Linked DNA regions of Gossypium hirsutum: region 1 is linked to region 2. Evidence: chromatin contacts called from public Hi-C data. All regions are on one chromosome and are shown on one strand. Each heading gives the region's core, a stretch centred on a gene start, on an enhancer-like site or on the middle of the called end of the contact. The rest is flanking DNA. Distances are from core to core; before and after follow the strand shown. Region 1 holds the start of LOC107903551 (protochlorophyllide reductase, chloroplastic). Region 2 holds the start of LOC107903556 (probable E3 ubiquitin-protein ligase HERC3).

Region 1 (7,049 bases), core at 3,908-6,407, 200 kb after region 2:
ATTTCACGATGCAAGAAATAAATTCTTGAACCGTCAATTTTGTGAAATCGTTCACTAAGATCGTTCCAAACTGCTGCCGCACTGGACGCAAAAACAATCCCCGCCGAGAGTTCTTTACTAACAGTATTTAGAATCCAAGAAAGGACAATCGCATTGCAGCGCTCCCACTGATGACCCATATCCTCCGGTACCATGGTTTTAGAACAGGTGCCATCCACAAATCCCAACTTGTTTTTTTCCAATAACGCAATTCTCATCGTCCGACTCCAAACAGTGTAATTCTCAACACCTGTCAACTGATGAGCGACGAGCAATGTACCCGGAGTATCTGATGGATGAAGATAACACGGGTGATTGAAATCAAGAACAGAATCAGAGAGACTCATCTTCTTTGTTACTGAAAGAACCCAAAAAGAAAACAAAGATAACCAGTAATCCAAAAAACGTCGAAGACACAAATGAAAAGTGCCCTAGAGAACAAACCAAAAACTGCTAGAACTATCGAACTTGGGCTACAGATACCAGCCCAATAACTAGCTTAAGAAAAAAACAGCAAAGAATTATCAGAAAAAACGACTACCATAGCATCTGATACCATGTTGAAAAAAAATTCTCACTTACTTGTTTAATACACAGAGTATGTTTACATTTATAGACTATTTGTTTAACTAACTAACTAATCTTGTAACTGCCTAATTTTGCTAACTACTAACTACATTAACTTCTCAACAGATTGTACCTTTAATAAAAGAGATCAAGGAGGTTTGTGGAATTTACTTTTAGATTTGCACCTAGATCGGCGAATCGGGCGGCACATGCGATGGAGAAAGAAGTTAGGGAGTTGTCGTTGCCCACCTATTGGATTGAAGAGGCGTGGGTGAGGGTAGAGGAAGAAGCTGAAGGGGATAGAAGAGCTTACTGTGCTTAAACTAATTGTGTTGGATAAGGGGTTATTATGGGGACATCGAAGCTCGAGAGTTACAAGGGTTCATCGTTTCTTTAATAGGAACAATCTGAAGGAAGCAGAACGATGGACTAATTTGTTTTGATAACTGATGAATGGTTTTCATGGAGATGGAGGCTACTGGTTAGGCAATAGAATCGTTTCATTTTCATTTGATTTTTCTGTTTTTGTTTTGGTTTATGCTGCTCTGTTGTGTTTTTTCTTTGGTTCTGGTTTTACTCATGAATTAGGGGCAGCCACCATCCGTTTTATCCACTAGAAAAGAGCCAACTGTTGTACATGCAAATGGTGCTTTTATTGAGAAATGGAAACCCTCAGTTATGTCAATTTTTTGATAAAGTAAATTGTTAAAAATTTTCTTGAAACAATTATTAGAAAATTCCTTTATTAAATTTAAAAAAATTATAAATTTCTGGACACTATTTTTAATATGACATGTAATAAAGTCTTTATAGTTAATTTTCTCCTTAAGTCCCTTAAGTCTTTGTTATCTTCTTTGTTCTAAATAAATGAACAGGTCAATGTGCAACTTTAGTCATTAAATATTAAATTTTTCTAACTAATGTGGAATACGACACTTTGCAAAATTAATCTGTATAGCTTATATCGCCTCAGATTATCTAATAAATGATAAATATCAATTACAATAAAATATTTCAACAAATTTGCTCATTAATCCCCTCCTCAAAATTTTCATGTATTTAAATGGAAAATGTAGCAATAAATTGCAAACTAATCTAGCATTTATGAATTTTAACGTTATCTCGATCATTTATTAGAATATACATAACTCATTTCATATCTCTATATTTAAACACTGCAAATTGTAGAAATACAGAAATCATAGAATCATTCCAAAGGTTTAAAAACAAAAAAGAAAAATGTTGAAGCAAATTTCTTTTGTTTTCTTTGTTCTTCTCATCGGTTGCTACATTAGAGTTAATTGTGAGGAATTAAAGCATCTTACCAATGAGGTTGAAGTGAACGTGCCTGCAAATCTGACTTGGGAACTTTATAGGCACCTTGGGATCTCAAAACTCGCTGCTCAACAGCTTAAACATGTTATTCAACGGATTCAAGTTTTGAAAGGTGATGGTGGGGTTGGAACTGTTCTTAAACTCACTTTTGTTCCAGGTACTTAAACCAGGTTTTTCTTTTATCAAAATCCATGCATTTTAATGAACTTGATGATGGATTGTTTCAATATGAATCAGGGAATTCAAGTTATACTGAGATATTCAATGTGATTGATGACCAAAAGAGGGTGAAAGTGGCACAAACTTTAGAAGGTGGATGCCTTGAGATTGGTTGCTCGATTCAACTGGTTCGGTTCGATATAATAGAAAAATCCCCGAGCAAAAGCATCATAAAATCTGATATTTCATATGCTGTCAAGAAAGAATTTCAAGCTAAGGATCCAAAGCCTAATATTCAATGCTTAGCAGCTGTTGCACAAGTTGCAAAGTATTATCTTGAGAGAGCAAATTGGGCTTAAAATGCCCTTCATTAAATTGGTGTTTTTGGGTTGAATTTTGTAATAATAAATTTAGCAATTGACATTTACATTTTCTGTTAATTTAACTATTATTCTTTTTTAATTAATTTTGGTCATTAATTATTTTAAAAATGTAAAATAGTTTTTCTTTAGTAAAAATATTAATTTATTAATTAAATTGACATGACAACATACGTGACTATTTATATGCATTTTATACTGACATATTACTATTTGTCAAATAAATTAAAAGTCAAAACTTGAAATTCATATAGGTGGATTGTCATACGAGTTGTTGTGTTTAAAAATTTAACATTTTAGTCAATATTTAAAATTAACATTTTAGTCAATATTTTTATTAGAAAACATCATTTCGACTCTTTTCAAAAGGTCGATGGTCAAATTTAATTAATTTTAAAAAGTTAAAAGGACAAAACTAGCTAAATAATAATAAAGGCGAAATTGACAACAGATGTAAGAAGGGTTAAATTTAATGTTAGGCTGATGTTGTACTTTTAACATATTTCTAGCCCTATAACATCATAAATTAATCGATATTTTGGTTATGTTTTCTCATTTTCATATTTGATAATGGAAGAGAAACTTGAGATTCTTGCAAATTGGGGTGAGTAAATTTTTTATTGACAAACTGCAACTCACAAAGTCATCTACACTCATCAATGGGATCAGATAAGACCCTTAAGCCATTATCAAAGTTCTGCCGCAAAGCATTCAAGGCTCTAAATTTAGGCCAAGCCAACGAGTTTCTCACTAAGCTCCCATATTTTGCGTGCTTTATCTTGATCACTAGCTTCTTGAGATAACTGGTTCTCGAATGAAGCCGAATCCTTGTTCCAGCTCCAGTAAACACCAGATTTCGTCAAGCTAGGATCGCTCACGACCTACATTAGAAGCAATGAAATTGTGTTAATGCACAAAAGATCATAACCGAGCATTCGCATTCGCTATCTTAGTTTTTGTTTATACCTGAGCGAGTCTTTTTCCGGCTTCCTCTTCGGAGACGAACCCCTTGGTGATGTACTTCTGGAATGGAGGGAAGAGGAGCCTGAACAAAGGAATGTGCTCCCTGAACAAGCCGGTGGTAGCTATGCAACCAGGGTACAATGAAGCGAATGTAATGCCGGTTTCCTCATGGAAACGCCTATGGAATTCTTGCATAGTGAGCATATTGCAGACTTTGCTGTCCTTGTATGCTTTGGCACCATCAAAATCTCCACCATCAATCATGGCAGAGCTGTTCAGTCCATTTAGTCCACCTGCAAGTCCTCTTAGATCCCCAAGGTTTGCCTTCGGAGGTACATTACCGGCCAATGTATTTGTGTTTCCTGATTCATTCCATGTTAGTACACCAATACCACAATTCATACAAAAATGCTCATTTTGAATGACATTGGTATAGCAAATTACCTGTTATGGAACCGACGATGATGAGGCGTTTCGATGGATAATCGGATTGCTTCAAATCATCGAGCAATAACCGCGAAAGAAGGAAGTGACCGAGGTGATTAGTCCCCACACTAAGTTCAAATCCTTCAGCAGTGAAAGTGGGTTCCTTGGCAGTTGGTTGATAAACAGCAGCATTGCAAACAAGTACATCAAGAGGTCGGCCTGATCGCTTGTAGCTATCGACGAATTGTCGGACACTGTCGAGGGAGGCAAGGTCTAAATGCATAATGGTGTAGTTTTCTTTTGACATTCCAGCAGACTTAGCAGCTCTCTCAGCCTTGAGAAAGTCCCTGCAAGCCATTATAACATGCCATTTCCCAGTTTCAGCCAAGGCCTTCGCAGTGGCTAAACCCAATCCAGAGGAGGCACCGGTGATGATCACACTACCCTTTCTTAGTGTTTTCTTTCCATCCACTGTAGATCTGGTGATTGCTGGTGTTGCAGTGGCTGTTGTTTGGGCTCTGACAGCCCCAATTCTATGGTTGAATTCCCTCTACAAAGGAAAAAAGCTCAATTACAGGCACAAAAACAGCATAAACACCATAGTTGTCCTATTTAAAGAACTCAGAATCCCAACCTTGCATCTTGAAGCAGAAGAGGTGAAGTCAGCTTTGATGTGATCAGAAAGTGACACTCCAAAGAGAGATGAATCCTTGAAAGAAGCACCAGACTTTCCCTACAAATTAGAACCCCAAAATGTCAAAAACCCCAAACTGAATCAGAAAAAAAAAACAAGAACCAGTTCTTCAGTACAAAGCTGAAAACAAACCTCTTTTGGTACAGAGAAAGTAGATGGAACCAAAGCAGCAGCTTGTAGAGCCATGTATGTACCACTTTGAAATGGCTGTGTAGTGGACCAAAGTGAAGGGTGAGCTCAGTAGTAGAAAGAAGTGAGTGTTTGTTCATTGTGAGAAACGAGCAAAGATATTAAATAGTGACAGGTATGAAAAGATAAGATAATTAAGGAGGGTAAACTTATCTGCCACATCAATTCAATGTAGCCAATGAGCATTGAGTTTGGGATTTTCTGAAATATTTTAATAATGTTTTAGTCCCTAAGTATGGGGATATTTTGGAGTTGTCCCCACCCACCAAGGATGTTCCACTCCCTGTAGTTATGGGCTGGTTTATCGGAAGATTGAAAGGGATAGGGAGTGGTCTCTGGTGAGGTACAGTGGAATGGATTAGAGAGGTGTTTGGAATTGGAGGGGGGAGCCGATGTTTCTGGACTGAGAGTGGCAATTCGGTCCACCTAGTACAAATCCATAATTTATTAAAATTTTATTAAAAAATTCAAATATATATAATTTGATTCAATTCATCTATATCAATTCACGAATTAATTAATTTTTTATTTATTTTAAATTATTTATCGACCGAGAAAATTTATATCAATTTATGGATTATTTTTATATATTTTAAATCATTGATTTTACCTACTAAAGATGAAAAGAGACTTTTAGATTTTAGATTTCAAACTACTTCGCATTCTCTCCATCTAAGAAGAGCATTGCCAGTCAAGGGGTTAGCAAAGACTTCAGTCACCCTAAAATATAAAAAAATACTTTAAAATTTATAAAAATTTAAATCAGTGAAAGTAAAATTATACTTTGACTCTTAAAATAATAAAAATTTTATTTAATCCTTTAAAATTATAAAAATATAGATATTAAAATAGTGAAATTATATTTTTACTAACATCAAAATATATAATTTAATTTCGGTCCCCTAAAAAATTTTTTACTTTAACCTATATGTTCACTGTACACAATTCTTTCCTCTGTCCATGTAGCTGAAATTTTGTCGAAGAAGTAGCTATTCGTTGATTTATATTTTTCTTGCATATTTTAGTTAGGATGATCTTTTTTTAATTTACAAGTAAATTTAAGAAACCACTAAATGTCTTTAATTGGTTAAAAATTTAAAATAAACTAAATAAATAAGAAATATAATATTTTCTTAACTTTCCTTATAAAATGTAAAAACTCCATCCCTAGTATATTAAAAAAAAAGTAAGCTATATAAATGGTGACTCAACTATGCCCGAATTCCTGTTTTGGTCATCTACCGTTAAATCGATAATAGAAAATCTTTTTCTAACTGGTATAACAACACATTTAATCCTCAATACTTACTTACTTTATAAATTTGATCCTAATTCTAAACAATTCAATAAATTCAACCATTCACATTTATAAATCTATCAATTTGATCCTAAAACTTCCTAACCAAACCTTTCAACTTTTAAAACAAAAGCATTCCACATCTATGAATTTAATATTAAAAATATTAAAATAAATGTTTCCCAACAAATTGGAAATAAATTTTAAAAAATATGTATACTTAAATAACACAAAGATAGGTGCAACTTAACAAGTAAATGCATCTAAAATAGTAACAAAATTAACAATAAAACAAGAGTTATATAATATCCAAACAATAACAACATAATAGTAGCAAAATAAAAGTGAAATGGTAGCAAAATAGTGAAAAAAAATGAAAATAGAAACAAAATAATAAAAAAATAGCAAGAAAACAGTAAAAAGAACAACAGTTTTTTTTTGCATATTCAGGCTGGGTCGGCCCAAGCCAAAAAGGTCTTACTCAAGGCCCAACCCGTTTTCTAAACAGGCCAAATTTTTTTTGCCCAAATCTATTTTTCGAGCTTATATTTTTACCCAAACCCTCCCACTTTTCGGGCAAGCCTTCGGAATGTGGAATGTGGAATGCCTCTGCTTTTGAAGCTAAAAGCTTAGGTTAGAAAGTTAGAGGATTAAATTGATATAATTTATAAAGGTAAAGGGTTCTATTTATTGAATTATTTAGAATTAGGATCAAATTAATAGAATATATAAGTAGTGATAACTAAATATGTTATTATACCATTTAGAAAAAGGTTTTTCATTATCAATTTATCAACGGTTAACCAAAACAAGAACGAATTCAAACCTTAGTACCTAAATTGAACACTTTTAAAGTTGAGTGACCAAAATAAGAATACGGACATAATTGGATGGTCATTTGTATAATTTACCCTTAAGAAAATAACAAAAGGTTGACAGATTAACAATTCATATTACAAGTGGTCCTTCATCACTTAAAATCATTAAAATCATTATATAT
Region 2 (6,719 bases), core at 2,727-5,226:
AAGAAAATAAATTGAAGCTTGAATGCTTAAACCTAATCCCGAATACTTCTTCCCCCTTTAATTTTGGCTTGCATGAAGAAAAATTGAAAATGTTTTTATTTTATGTTCCACTAACTTGATTTATGTTATTTTATTTTATTATTAATTTATTTATTTTAAGTAAAAATTTACAACATTTTTAACATTTAAAACCATGTTGCCGTCCACTTATAAACCACAGGTATAATTACCTTTTAAGTCCCCTTAAATAAATTCTAATTAGAATTCTTTAGTAATTCATATGTTTCTCACTTACGCGATTTAGTCCCTAAGACATTCAAACCAACCAAATCAAGCCTAAAACATGCAATATCATCACTGACAACCATGATGCCCATAGGCACCTCAATTAACCATTTAAAAACATGCCAATTATGCCTCTAAAATCTACCTCAATGGTCAAACATGTATATGCACCATTGTGCCTAAAACTTAATATATATGCCACTTATCAAGATCAACTATTTGATACCAAAATACCAATTCACAACTAGCACACACTCACATCGAAATACATACTACATAAGTGCATTCACATTTTCAAGCATGTGGCTAAGCATATTTCGATCATCTAATAACTCATACCTTTCCATGCTTTCATAGCCATTCTAATTAAAGTATTTGCCTATCTTTCCTTGTTCTCATACCCGTTTAACCACTAGAATAATATCGGATACATGAGAATCTCGCACACTATGTTCCAACATCTAGTCAAAGCCACTACTATCTCATATCTCGAATCAATATTGTCTCTCGAGCCATAACTAGGTCTGCTCACACAAGCTGTCAGTCAATACGTAGCTACACAGTGCTGCTCACACAAGCTGTAAAGTAACCGCAACACATGCCGAAAACTCAGCCACCGGTAAGACGTACGAGACCAGCACACAAAATACGGTAACCCCTAATGACATGTCATTTGTATCCTATATGTTCCTAAGGTTCAAACGGGACCCGAAAGTCACCGAAACTTTGTTAGATATTTTCGTGGAGTCGTATAATCAAGAATATAATAATAAAGCATTTAAATCATATATAATATAATGCTTATTAAACATATAAACTTACCTCGAATTCGTATGGAGAAAATCGATCAATTATTCCAACACTTTATCTTTTCCCTGATTTAATTTCGTACGTTACTTTTCTTGATCTATATAATCAAATTTACTAATTTAAACATTATTCTATTCAATTCAACCAAAAATCATGTTTTGGTTAAATTACCATTTTGCTCCTATACTTTTGACTTATTTAAAATTTAGTCCCTATGCTTGTAAAATGAAATTCATGCAATTTCCTCTCTACACAAGCCACCAAATTTTATACATGCTTATAGCAGCCCATACTCTTCACAATTTCACACATTTACCACACAATTGTTTAACTCACAATAAATATTCATCACAATAAATATTCATTTTCTTCCATTAAACTTCACAAAAAACTAAAGTTCTCTCGTGGTAAAACCCTATACTTTCCACCATTTTGCAAATTAGTCCTCTCATTAACTAGGTTAAACTACAACGATCCCAAAAACATAAAAATCATTAAAAACGAGACGAGGAAAGCCTACCATGCACTAGTTGAAAGTTTGAAGCTTTTCCAAAGGCTTTTCTTCTTGAAAAATTCGATTGGTGAAGGAAAAATGAAAAAGCTGATAGCTTTGTCTTTTGTTTTATTTATTTTATCTTTAATTTACCTAATTACCAAATTACCTTTATCTAACTTTAAAAATCACACAATGACCATGCCATGCAAATCCATTAACTAAACTAATGGTCTAATTACCATATAAGGACCTCCACTTTAAAGTTCTATAGCTGATTAATACCTTTAGCTAATCAAACACAACTTTTGCACTTTACGCGATTTAGTCCTTTATCAAATTGAACATGCAAACGGTAAAATTTCTTAACGGGATTTTTATACAATAATACTATCATGTTGTAGATCACAAAATAATATTCAAATAAATTTTTTGACCTAGAATTTGTGGTCTCAAAACCACTGTTCCGATTTTACTGAAAACGAGTTGTTACATTAATTAATCATTAGATTTTATAAAATTTATAAATATAAGTTATTATTTTTATATTTTAAATCAAAAAATAAATATCAACAATTTATATTATAAAATCGAACTTAATTTTTTTAATACTTTTTCCTCTCATTTTTAATTTTCACAAGTTATATTAGTTAAATAATTTAATCAAAATGAGAAGATTAATTTTTATGAAATTTTATAAAATTAATTTATTTTTATAATTTTTATAATTTTATTTAATTTTTAAGGCTTAAGATAGAATGAACCAAGAAAGGTCTATTCCTATGTCAACAAAAATATATACAAGATATCTTAACAAAATGCGAGATGTAGAATTGGATGTCGATTTCAACACCAATGGAGACGAATGCCAAACTTTGTGTAGTTGAAGGAAAATTAAATTAATGCTACTGAATATAGCCTTTACAATTGGAATAGTTAGTCACTTTATGTAGAAGCCAAAGAAACCTCATTTAGAAGTTGTTCATCGAACAATGAGGTATGCCAAAAGCACACTTGACCGTGGCTTATATTATAGGAGCAGGACGTGTGAATTAGTAAGACACTGTGATACAAATTAAGCTGGCAATCATGACACATGACTATCGACCATTAAATATGCTTTCAGTTTGGGATCCATTACCATCTCTTGATGCAGCAAGAGACAACCTAACTTTTTTCTCTCTCGCTCCCGATCCTTCTCATTGTCTCTAGAAAAAAAATCAAACTTATCATCATCCATCATTATCTAAACTTATACATTAATTAAAACAATAATATATGTATAAATAGACTTGCATTGAGCGGACTTAGGGAAAGTATAAATGAAAAAGGATTATATGAAACTGGTATATCATGTTAGTTGTATCCTTTTCCTACAATTTATTGTCATTTCAATATTTTCATCTTAAATTTTAACGTATCATGTTTGATTTGATTTTTTTCAGGATAATAATATTAAAATTTAAAGGAAAATGCCGTAAACTTTTCATTATATGTACGTGAGTTAGAAACAATTAAATGAATTGATAGCTTTCTTAAAGCTTTGGTATTATTGCTTCTTTAAACATTCAAGCTAATTTTATCTTCTATTCAATTTAATCCCTCATTTCTTTTGCATAAATTATTTTATATTTGCTCCCTCAATTACTTCAACTGTTAAAAACCACATTAGACAACCACAAACTTTCAATACAAACTATAAAATCAACATAAAAAAAATTAAAAACCTAATAAATAGCTAATTTTAAAATTTATATAAAATATTTAAAATAATGGAGTTGTGGTTTCCACGTGGCAAGTTTTTAGGACTTCACGTGTCAATCAATATTCGGACAAAATAGAAGGGGAGAGCGACAGGTAGTGGAAATCCACGACGAAACACAAAAACGGACCAAAGCTTCCGATTCGTAGATTTTGTGCTGTAAACCAGAAAACAAATACCCAGCTCCACCGGTTTTGGCGTCAGTTAGCCAATCCTCGTTCGACACGTCAACTGAAAGAAAAAACTTTCTCATCCGTGTTGAGATGTTATTGATTCTCTTCACATGGTTATCTTAGGATTGATTGTATCAAACAAATTTTTAGATTTTAATATGCCGTCCCCTTATGTATCAAGCTAAGAAACAGGCTTACAACTACGTTTTGTCTAATTTAAGAACATAAAATCATTTTTATAATGTTCCCACCAATTATAACCATAACATAAGAAAAGTCATATAAAAATCGAATTAATGGAGACAAAATATGTATATAAATTTTAATTTTTATTTAAATAATATTTTGAATTAACTTGATCCAAATAAATTTGATTTAAATAAATCGAGTTTACTTGATAGTTACTATTATTGTTTATAAAATGAACCGATTATGCTTATTTTTAGATTTTTTAATGATTAAGCAAAAAAAAAAAAACCGCTACTATAAGATTCAATGCGGAAAACCTTGGTTGGCAGTATCTTTTCCTTCATGCCTTTATTTACATATCCTTTTTCATTTTTTAATTTAATTATTTTACAAATAACGTACTTTTCAGCTCAATTTTCCACTTCCAATTTTTCGGTGGAAAAAGAAAAAGAAAAAGAAAAAGCAAGAAAGGAAGAATCCTTCTTTTGGTAGTGATCGATCTTCACTGATTTTTTTTCTTTAATTGTTTCTTTCTTCAATCCAATCTCAAACTTTTGAAATTCTGGTAATCCTTTGTTTTTTAAATCCATTTTATGCAGATTAATTTAAAAAAATTCTGAATTTCTCATTCTCTTAACAACGAAAATCAACGGTGATCTAGTGATCCGATCCATCCCATCTGATGATTAGTTTCCAATCAAAGCATCAATCGCAATTGAATTTCTCAATTCTCCTTCCTTCCGATGCTTTCTTTATAATTTGTTTTAATTGCTTAAGATTTCGCCTCAAATTTGATAATTTTTCTTTTTCTCTTGTTTCTTTTTCTTAGAAATCGAAACCCTAAATCCGTTACATTTCCAGTTAAAAGAAAATCAAAAAATTTTCAATGGCTGATCGGAGTAGGTTATTTTCGATTGACGATCTACCGTCGCATCTAATTTTGGAAATTTTAACGTCCGGTAAACGGTTAAGTGCCGTTGACCTAGTGTCGCTGGAGCTGACTTCGAGAACATTCGGAGGGTGTCACGATGTTTGTCCCACGAAATGCAGGTCGCTGGTTGATTTAGCCGCGTTTCAATTGTGCATGACGAATGGGATATATATAGGGATGAATTGTAGTAGTCAAAGGGACATTTTTGAACGGTGTGATGGGAATTGGAAGCGACTTTTGAGGTTTTTGCAATCAGTAGAGCAATTGTCGGACATGGTCCAAACCTCTGCAGGCAATGTAACTATTTCTTTTTCTTTTTTTTAATATATTAATTTTGATCATTTTGCTTTTAGAATTAATAATTTTTTGTACTTTTGCCTGTTAACTTGAGAAATGGCTCAGAAGTTAGTTGGGATTTAGTTTCTGTTTGGTTTCTTATGGTTTGCTCTTTTTGGTGTGTTCGGATATAAATAGAAATACTAGTTCTGAAGGAATTTAAAGTTACATTCAGTTTTTGTGAATATTAAAATGCCTGGTTTTTAGTTTTATATGGAGAATTATGATTTAACTGGTTAGCATAGATGATTTAAAGCAATTTCCGGGGCAACATGAAGGAAATAGCAGAAAGTAAGTGATAGAAGCAACAATTGTTTAAATGCTTAAATTACAACTTAAGTTGAAATTTGGCTGAACTCTACCTGCTTTCACTGTGGATTATTCGGTATTTAGTTTGGTTGCATTTTTGCTGGCTTTAGTAATTAGTTGTTTGATGGTTCCTTATCATTCATTTTTTGCTACACAAAGAGGTTTGTTTCTTTTTTTTTTCATGTTGATACTTGATTGCATCTTTCAAATCTCTTATGTTTCTGTCTCCATCTCTTATATATCTTATATTGCCATTAAATGAGTTCTGGTTGCTCAACACTTATTATCAAGTTTGATTTACCAGATGCAGATAACAACTGGAAGGTATCACACATTGCTAATTAGGAATTCATCAGTGTACTCTTGTGGTTCCAGTTTGTGTGGTGTCCTTGGACATGGTCCTGAAACAACACAGTGTGTAGCATTTACGAGGATTAACTTCCCTTCTCTAGCTAATGTGATCCAGGTGTCGGCCTCTCAGAATCATGCTGCATTTGTTTTGCAGTCTGGAGAGGTTTGTTACTCACCTTTATTCAGTTTGCCATGTTTTTCAGTTGGCCAATAGCATACACAGGGTACATTTCGTAAACGAGCCACATATATTCTTTCCCTAGCAGCTGATGTCAATTCTTTGTAATTGCATACGGATGTTAGTGCTTGATGTGGTTTTGAATGTTTGATCCAGCCACTACCTCTGAGAAAGTCAAATATTTCATGACTGGAAATGATGATAACATAATATACTGTGAATTTGTGATAACGTCAAATATTCTTAACAGCTATGTTTCTTATTGCTTAACATGGGCAACCTTTTAGTCTATTCATTGCTGGATAGATCAATTCCTAGTATCTTGATTCGGCTGGATTTGGTAATAAGTTTATGAAAATGTGAACCCTATGGGAAGGGTTCATAGCGGTTGCAACCTCTGCGTGGACTTCATATATTAAATTCAGGCAGAAACAAGCTGAACCTAGCCTAGAAAGCAGAATGTATAAATTTACAAGTCTGATTTGGTTATATTTAGCTCTTTTAGAGTATGCATAGCCATCTACGAGCCTGCACTGATGGCTCTGATGCCTGATTAGTTGAGCAGGCCTTTGGTTGAACTTGGTTTGCTCTGGTGAAAAGCTTGAAATTGGCATACTTGAGCCAAACTCCAAAGCTTTGTTGAATGAGCTCAGGTGAGTTTTAATCTGTCTTGGCATGATGAACTCAGGTGAGTTCTAATCTGCTTTACATGATGAACCAAGCTCATGATACTTGAGTGTTATACAGAACTATAAACCTATTTTCTCATATTAGAGATGCCTCAGTTGATTATGATTTACTGATCCTAGCCTTTCAATGTATATAAACTTCCATAGTTTTGGCTAATTTTATATGTTTTTCACCCACTTTACTTTGTGGTCACAATTTTGTGAATTCATGCT

What was found. A called contact is a pair of places that touch in the nucleus more often than the background predicts.
Region 1: a Hi-C map of leaf shows a contact between it and region 2, with 2.8 times the contacts expected there. The contact joins the promoter of LOC107903551 here to the promoter of LOC107903556 in region 2. A contact is called at or near these places in 2 of 34 Hi-C or Micro-C datasets (both in leaf).

Annotation. Positions count from the first base shown.
Region 1 is chrD05:61,056,964-61,064,012 of Gossypium_hirsutum_v2.1, forward strand. It overlaps LOC107903551 (protochlorophyllide reductase, chloroplastic), which reads right to left and starts at 5,158. Exons shown (of 5, transcript XM_016829632.2): 1 at 4,696-5,158; 2 at 4,504-4,602; 3 at 3,888-4,419; 4 at 3,447-3,805; 5 at 3,070-3,361. The coding sequence starts at 4,749. The coding sequence ends at 3,206. It overlaps LOC107902916 (norbelladine synthase), which reads left to right and starts at 1,764. Exons shown (of 2, transcript XM_016829025.1): 1 at 1,764-2,098; 2 at 2,179-2,532. The coding sequence starts at 1,846. The coding sequence ends at 2,459.
Region 2 is chrD05:60,862,766-60,869,484 of Gossypium_hirsutum_v2.1, forward strand. LOC107903556 (probable E3 ubiquitin-protein ligase HERC3) reads left to right here and starts at 3,977. Exons shown (of 6, transcript XM_016829637.2): 1 at 3,977-4,940; 2 at 5,593-5,802. The coding sequence starts at 4,599.